Linked DNA regions of Anas platyrhynchos: region 2 is linked to region 1. A link is a contact called in public Hi-C data. All regions are on one chromosome and are shown on one strand. Each heading gives the region's core, a stretch centred on a gene start, on an enhancer-like site or on the middle of the called end of the contact. The rest is flanking DNA. Distances are from core to core; before and after follow the strand shown. Region 1 overlaps LOC101802274 (myosin-7). Region 2 overlaps CIP2A (cellular inhibitor of PP2A).

Region 1 (4,226 bases), core at 1,250-3,749:
CACTATCTAGTTACAGAAAAAAAAATATTTTAGTAGGATTCAAGATAGGGACAACTGGGATGATTCCCTCTTTTATGACAGACCTGAAAAAAATGAGTTTCAGAATTCTTTGGAAAAGTCTCTTATATCTTAATGAACAAAAGTCTAAACACAGCTTTTTATTTCTCTCCTCTTTCCTTTCTCCTCACATCAAAAGTCAAAGTTACAGAGTTATTTTCTAGAAAGCTAGAAGGCTGCAATACTTCACAGAGAGTCTTGCTTCCTTGAATTCACAGAAAGTTTCACCTGGATTCAGCAGACCAAGCTTTGACCAAGCTAGATGTCAATGTTTTATTTACACACACACACACACACACACACACACACACAGAATAGCCTGAGTTGGAAGGGACCCACAAGGATCATCAGGTCCAACTCCTGGCTCCACACAGGACCACCCCAAAATCAGAGTTTGTGTCTCAAAGTGTTGTCCAAAGCGCTGAACTCTGTCAGGCTCAGTGCCGTGACCACTGCCCTGGGAGCCTGTCCCAGCGCCTGAGCACCCTCTGGGTGCAGACCCTTTCCCTAACCCCCAGCCTGACCCTCCCCTGTCCCAGCTCCATGCCGTTCCCTCGGATCCTGTCGCTGTCCCCAGAGAGCAGAGCTCAGCGCCTGCCCCTCCGCTCCCCTCCTGAGGGAGCTGCAGGCTGCCATGAGGCCTCCCCTTAGCCTGCTCTGCTCGGGGCTAAGCAAACCAAGGGCCCTCAGCTACTCCTCATACTGTCTTGCCCTCTAGACCCTTCACCGTCTTTGTAACCTTCCTTTGGATGCTAATAGTTTTATGTCCTTCTAATATTGTGGCTCCCAAAACCACACACAGTACTCAAGGTGAGGTCTCACCAGTACAGAGTAGAGCAGAAGTACATATCTAAGTGTGTGTGTAAATCTCTCTCTCTTTATTCATCTGTTATTATGTATATATAAAGTCATATTCTCCACGTCTACATGTTACTTTGCTCTGTAGTCACTATTTTACGCAATCACTTATAAATATACACATAACACATATATTTATCTATATTTAGAGAACTATGTATTGATGTACAAAGATGTACATTTCTTGTCTACAAAGCAAAGCCACCATTGGTTTCAGACTCTTTAAAAGCCTGTAAACATGCCCCTCCTGGCCAGAAAGGTGAATGCTGTTTGTGGAATATACAGACAGTTTATGAGAAGGACCATATTTTCCCAGCACAGGGATTCACAGAGGAATCTCAGTGCAATGCTTCCTTGAAATCTTTCCCATAATTGTCATTAGACCACATAAAAGTTAAGAGGGTTAGGGACTTGACCACACACTGTCAGGATAAGACTTCAAAACAGATTATGATTGCTACAGCTTAACAGGAGTTCAGCATAGCAACAGAGTGACTCTTCAACGTGTTTTATAGAATATGTTTCTTAGAGGACAAACAAAAGTCAGCTAGCCACATCACTTTAATGATTAGTGAAGGCTCTATTTAAAGCATTAGGAGATAGGAGCAAGGAGACCTCATCTGCTCTCTGCTCTTCTCCAGCAGTCTATGGGACTGCCTTCAGCCAGGGGAAACTTGACAGGGGAGATTGCCAAGCAGCCGTGCATATTCTCCTTTTCTATGAGTTGTGCTAGGATACTATGCCCATTTGGGACAGGAAGAGGGAAATAGTTTTTCTTCATGGATATATAAGCAAATCTCCTCACACACACACAGAAAAAAACAAAAATCATGATCAAAGTTTTATTGCCATAAATGCTTTTAAAGGCATAGATTTTTTTCCAGATGTTTTGAGAGCTTGAATTACACAGATTCAATATGACGGTTTTTGGCTTTATAATGCTACATTTTAGAAGTCACATCCAAACCTAATTCCCTTATTCTAATACCTTAAATCACATCACTTTATTGGGTACTTGCATCAGTGAAAGAGACTTTCTGAACACATCTTTGCTCCCTACCCCCTCTTAAGCTGCTTCAGAGAAAGGCTGGTTCTTAAAGGCTGCGTATCCATTAAACACTTACCTAGTAACTCTGGTTTCTTTCCTGACAGGATTTGGTAGAAGATGTGATAGTCTCTTTCACCTGGTTGCTGGAAAATCACTCGGGATTTCTCCAGTAAATCTGGTTTCACAAAGAAAAATTCAGTGAGTAAGGTTCTCCAAGCTTTCAGATGAGGAATTGTACTTTTAATTACTTTAAAAAGAAAAAAAAAAAAAAAAGAGAGAAAAAAAAGAATTTGCTGCTTACAAATCTCAATATCAGCAGATGACAGTTTGCCTGTGGTTCCAAAGTGGATTCGGATAAATTTACCCTAAACCCCAGAGAAAAATATTCTAATTAGTGCATACAGTATACAGAGAGGAAAACTTGAAGGTGATCATTTGGTTCAAAGAATCAGTTTATTGTAACTACTTGGCTTTGCACAGGGTCATTTTCAATGAGAAATACCAAACAATGATATAACAGTTTCTTAAGCAGCCCGAGTCTGTATCTACAGCTCTTTAATCAGCTTGTGGGGAAAGGATAACCGTGTACTATTATACCAGGCTGAGATATGGGAAAGCATGTGGCTTCCAGTTTCATGTTACAGCTTTACAGGAATGTGGGACTCAAAGTAATAATCCAATAAACCTGAACATGAGACACAGATGTCTGTGTCCATGCATGTGTGTAGTGACTCCCTCTCATTTGTAGTCCTGACTTATAATTTACAGGTCTAATGAAAACAGAGAGAGAGGCCCAAGCTCATGACAGCACTAAGAAACAAGAGAAACAAGCAGGGACAGTTTATTGAGACAAACAAAAAAAAAGTAGATGGCATGGGTCAAAGCAGAACTGCTCTCTGTATGGGTCTGCAGAAGGAGAAGATGTGGGAGGGAGCAGGGATTGTGGTACATCTCTGACACATGACAAAGTAGAGGTATTGTAGAGAGGGTGGATGACTTGGGCTGGTGGAAAACGGTAGGACAATAAGGCTATGCAGCAGAAGCAGTCTTGGGGAGAATCTGCCATTGCTGTTTAAAATTCTGTGATGTGAAGGGCTTCATAAAGCGAGGCTTTTCTTGGTTTCTGCTCATGGAATTGTTTAAACAACTATTCAAGGTGGATCAATCTCTCTTTTTTCCTCGTTAATCCCTCCAATAGTTTTTCCTAGACAGATCCTACTTTGTTATTCCTTCCTTGTGAAGAAGCCCAACCATTTTAGTGGACAAAATGAGAAGCAATTTATGAAATAATTATTACAGAGATGTTACCAAGTGGCATTGTTAATGACGATATTATTATGCTGCATTACAGACTTACAAAACGTGACGAGTTGTCATTTCTCAGGGTTTTGGCATTTCCAAAAGCTTCTAGAGCTGGGTTTGCTTGAATGATTTGATCCTCCAAGGTTCCCTAGAAATCAAGGTTGCAATACTATTGAGAAACCTACAGGCCACAAACTCATACGGTAACTCTAACTCAGGCATGCGTTCACTCATAGAGAGAAGCCTCCCAAGGAAAACAGCTTAGCTCCACCCGAGGGTTGGCACAGCATGGAGTGGTTTAACAGCAGAATTGGCAGCCAACTAGGAATGCTTAAAATGCCTCAAATGTTCAGTGGCTCTCTGCTGTTTTGCTTTGTAGATTTGACAATGTATGCCATCTGCATGCAGATGAAATCACCATATCTTTCCGTGTATTGAGAAGTCGCTGGGGACATCCAAGTGCATATGTGTAGGAGAGGGGCTACTGAAGACAGTGACAAGCACTGCAGTGAAATGCATTAATTTTTAAAGCACTCAGAGCTTTTAGTGTCTAGAATTTTTGGAAACGAGAAAGCATTAACCACCACTTGCACAAACTTCAGTTTGCTAAAGAAAACTACAACTGCCTTGGCTTCGGGGAACACTTCAATAGGGGAACCACGCAAAGCAAGATGCTGAGGTTCATGGATGGAATGACAGAGCTGAGTACCATCTTCACATGGTAAAGGTAAAAAAACAAAACAAAGAACAAACAAACAAACAAAGCTGAATACTTACCCCAGTTTTGGTAGCTGGTTGCTGTCAAAAGACAGTAAAAAAAAAAAGTGAGTACTTACAAAAAGGACATCACAGGATATAAACATTGGCAAGGTTAGACATCGAGTTGGGGCCAACATACTAGCAGGAATTTCTGAAATCTTATTTAGCATTCACCACACATCACAAAATAGCCAAGTGCTGC
Region 2 (3,908 bases), core at 1,276-3,775, 40 kb after region 1:
AAGTTATTTTATTCCTACTTTGGGGAATTTATAGCTGTTACATAACAGACTGAAGATGCTTTATTCTACACAGATTAGTCAAATGCACACTCATAAAGGATATAGCTACATACAACTCAAGCAAAAAAGTAGGTACTTCCACACTGGCCACAGATGTTTACTCAAGGAAAGTCATAATTGAGAAATCGTGTACATTTTTCCTCCTTCAATTACTTCCCTTATTGGCGGCGATATACCTTCAAAATTTCTGATATAACTTCTGAGTCTGTTATTAAACAACCAACTTGCTCTCAATTTTATCAGCTTCTTTGCCTTGCTGACACCTAGTGACAAAACTGATGCATGTGAGTTTGTAACACCATGAGTATTTTAAGCCTTTATTCTTCCAAAGCACATTTGTTTTCTTCCATAACTAATTTCTATCCCTATGTACTTTTTCTCTCACGTGTCCTATGTGGTTTTTGGTTTTATTTCAGCCTTAAGAGCCTAAAGGAATAATGTCTGTAAATAATTTGGAACACACAAGGTACTGCCTCTCTCTCTACATTGCTTTAACCTCATTTCAGTTATTTGCTACACAAGTGATCAAAGATGCAAGCTCAAAATAGACAGTATATAAGATCAAAGAAAGAAGCTGAGAGTATGGTGTAACACCGTCACAAATTAAGCATTGTCAGTTTGTTTTAGACGACAATGCCCAAAGTTTCCCACCATTTCCTGAGCTGGGGCCTTCAACAACTACGTTTTCACTTCTCACTCCGTTTAGCATATTAACTTCTTGAATGACATACTGTAACCTGATCTGCGGGCATACAAAGAGAAAAGTACTTTTTACTTAAAACCATGAAGTATCATGTAATGTTGCCCTTCTAACATGCTTAGCTAACCCAGAACAGGGTTTTGTCACATCGATTGACTATGAAGTATTTGCTTAGAAATCCTAAGCATCTTACCTCTGAAGAAGATCAACAGAAGATTTTTTCAGTATTTCATGTTCCTCAGCAACTGTTTGCAGTTTCCTGTTGTGTTGAAAAAGCTGCTCGATATCAGTCTGTGCCTTTTCAGATTCTATCTGCTGAGCTTTCAGCAAAGCATTAAGTTCTTCATTTTTTCGTTCTGCATCCTTCAACATTGCAGCAAGAGTTCTTGCCTTTGAGGAGAAAACCCCACCAAAAAAAATGCAGTTACAAGCAATTCTGTTTTATAAGTCATGTTTTAGTAGGAATATTAAAAGACATTACAGAAACTGGTCCAAAGAAACATCCTGTTTTCTTCTGGATTGTTATCATGAAAATTAATACTGTCCTCATTTGTAAGCATAGGTTAACTAAGCAAGATAAAGTTTCCGCATGTGCAAATACAGTTAAAGCTGCCCAGACAATTATTACTCCACCCCACCCCAAAGTCCCAGAGACTCCTGTTACTCACCTCGGACTCAGCCTGGGCCCTCTGGCATCGGTACTGGGCCATCAGCCGATCAGCCTGAGCCAGAGCCTGAGCTTTTGCTTCCAAAAGGTCTTGCAGCCTAGATTCTTTAGACTGTGCAAAGATGAACATTCATGTATTAACATTCCCTGAATCTACAGACAGCATTTTACCCCTACACATTAGGTTGTACTCACAGCTAACGATGCCAGCTTCTGTTCATAGACATCCATTAGTTCAGATATCCTCATATCAGTGATTGGCTCCTTCATCTGTGGAAATGTTTTGCAATTACTGCTACTGTAAATTTGTATTTACTTCAACAGATAATGTGTCTAAAAGAGCTTGGTAGTTTTGTGAGCTTTCTCTCCTTTTTCTGTTTACTAAGCACATATGGCCCTACAGATCTTAATTGTTCATTAAACTATGTTTGAGTCAAGTAAGAATGTTACTTGACGATTTTAGGATACATTTCTTAGGCAGTTCTGCTACTATACTGCCAATTTTGAACAGGTGTTCATATATGCTGATGCATGACTAAGTGCAAGTTCCTTCTGCTGTTCGTGCAAAAAACAATTACTAAAAAGGTATAATCTCTGCACCATTTTGAACCATTACATACATTTTTTTTGGCATATTAACAACCCCCACATAGCTAGCACCAGTTCCCAGCTTGCTTTCCTGTCCTTAAAACAGGAAACCAGTAGTTCCTTTTCCTGCTTGCAAAGCTGTAGTAATATCTAGAAGGACACAAACTCTAAGAAAAGCTTCTGTAAGCTCCATTTGCTTTCTCTGTACAGCAGTACTATTAAAAGTGTTCAAAATGTTTCCGCACACAGTTGAGCTTCACACAACATACGGAACACACAGAGATGAACTACCAGGTGTTTTAGGCGATTGTGTATACAGATTTTTAACTAATGCACTTTTAAAGGAAAATTCTACTTACTAGAAGGTCTAACAAAAGATTCACTGAATATTAGTAATGTTTTCCCTCCCTCAAAAATCAGAGCTGCACCAACTGTCACATTACTGGAAGCTGCTACACTAGTGCTGTTAGGCACTGCTGCTGCTCTGACTTACATTACTAGATACTCAGCAGCACACTCACAGACCGTCACATGCAGTCCTGAAGAGGATGATCAACAGGAATATCCAGTGGCAGAGTAAGAATGAAACCAATGAAGTGTCACTTGACTTTTTTTTCATACAATATTATTCCAGCAGCTGATTGGTGGCTTGCTGAATTTTATTCTTTTCAGTTGTGACAGAGAGGAGGGTTGCAAAGCTAAGGCTGGAGGCAATGCCACTAATACAGCTGGCGAGCCATTATCAGGCACATTCTGTTCAGTTTTTTGCTGTTTGCATACTGTTCTTTTGAGTCAAAGGAAAACATAGGCAACAATCCTTCACTCAGTCTAAAGTGGCTACAGAACAACTACTACCTTGCATTGAACAGAAAAGAGAAAAAGGAAATACGTTCAGTATATACCCAAAGATGTGCACCATACATGGTGCCTGTTTGAGTGTCTCCTTTACAATGCACGCTGCTGCACAGAAGTAAAAAGCTTCCTTCTGAAGTAATAATGCTGCCTTTCCAAGGAGGCCACAAAAATTCAACTTGAAATGCTCAAGATACAGCTACAGGCAAGAAAATGTAAATGCTTGTGTGCCTGTTTAGACGTACAAGACACGCACCATATTCTTATAAAGCAACATAATCATCTTTATTTCATCACAGGTTACTTCTTATAAAGGGGTAAGGAAACTCCGGGTAAGGCAGCTCCTTGTACGTCTCAGCAAGTCTAGTAATTCACAACTATATCTGAGATCTGTGTCCACCTCTGACAGAGGGAAGAGCATGGGAAACCGAACCAGAAGAATGGATTTAAACAAGCAGCCCAGCTTCTGATACTGCTCAAAGCATCATCATTGAATTTCACTCAGGAACTCAGTAAAAGGAGCAGATTTTTACAAGGTAGGAAAGTAAATTGAGCTCAGCTGATACAAGCACTGTAACCTGACACATGGAGGTTAAGGTTTTTATTTTTCCTTAGTAATTGAAAAAGTCAATTATTTAGGAAAAGTACGCAAATTTTACTAACCTCTAGTCCCGAATGAAGTTTCTGAATTAATTCCTGAATATTTGAAGTCGTGGATTCATCATCACCTTTAGAACAAGACAAAGAACTTCTCGGTGTAACGCTGGTCACGGGTGACTGCATTTGGATTCTTTTTGATGCGTGCTCTGTTTCTTGCTGTCTGTAAGCATTATTTGCAGCAATACTTTCACCGAGTCTGTATAAACATAAATGATATTAATGAAACAAGCTGCTACAAGTACTGCTGCAAGGACTGAAGAAGAAAACAATTTCACAGCCTAATTAACTTTTTTCATTGAAAAGACAGACTACTGGAACAGTTACATTTGCATTATCACCCAACATTAAGATGTGGTTCCAGATATGTGCCCACACTGTCTA

What was found. Hi-C and Micro-C count contacts between places; a contact is called where the count stands out from the background.
Region 2: a contact with region 1 is called in a Hi-C map of liver, with 2.4 times the contacts expected there. The contact joins two enhancer-like sites. A contact is called at or near these places in 2 of 8 Hi-C or Micro-C datasets (liver and skeletal muscle).

The regions. Positions count from the first base shown.
Region 1 is chr1:92,370,507-92,374,732 of IASCAAS_PekinDuck_T2T, forward strand. LOC101802274 (myosin-7) reads right to left here. Exons shown (of 43, transcript XM_027449464.3): 8 at 4,043-4,063; 9 at 3,321-3,413; 10 at 2,265-2,328; 11 at 2,040-2,138. Among named protein-coding and RNA genes, the nearest start is that of CIP2A, 59 kb to the right of the region's middle. Within about 2 kb of position 2,500, at least 3 of the 8 cell types and tissues checked have an H3K27ac peak or open chromatin away from gene starts, as enhancers often do.
Region 2 is chr1:92,410,891-92,414,798 of IASCAAS_PekinDuck_T2T, forward strand. CIP2A (cellular inhibitor of PP2A) reads right to left here. Exons shown (of 21, transcript XM_027449462.3): 14 at 3,531-3,723; 15 at 1,623-1,697; 16 at 1,429-1,539; 17 at 954-1,150. Among named protein-coding and RNA genes, the nearest start is that of CIP2A, 19 kb to the right of the region's middle. Within about 2 kb of position 2,526, at least 3 of the 8 cell types and tissues checked have an H3K27ac peak or open chromatin away from gene starts, as enhancers often do.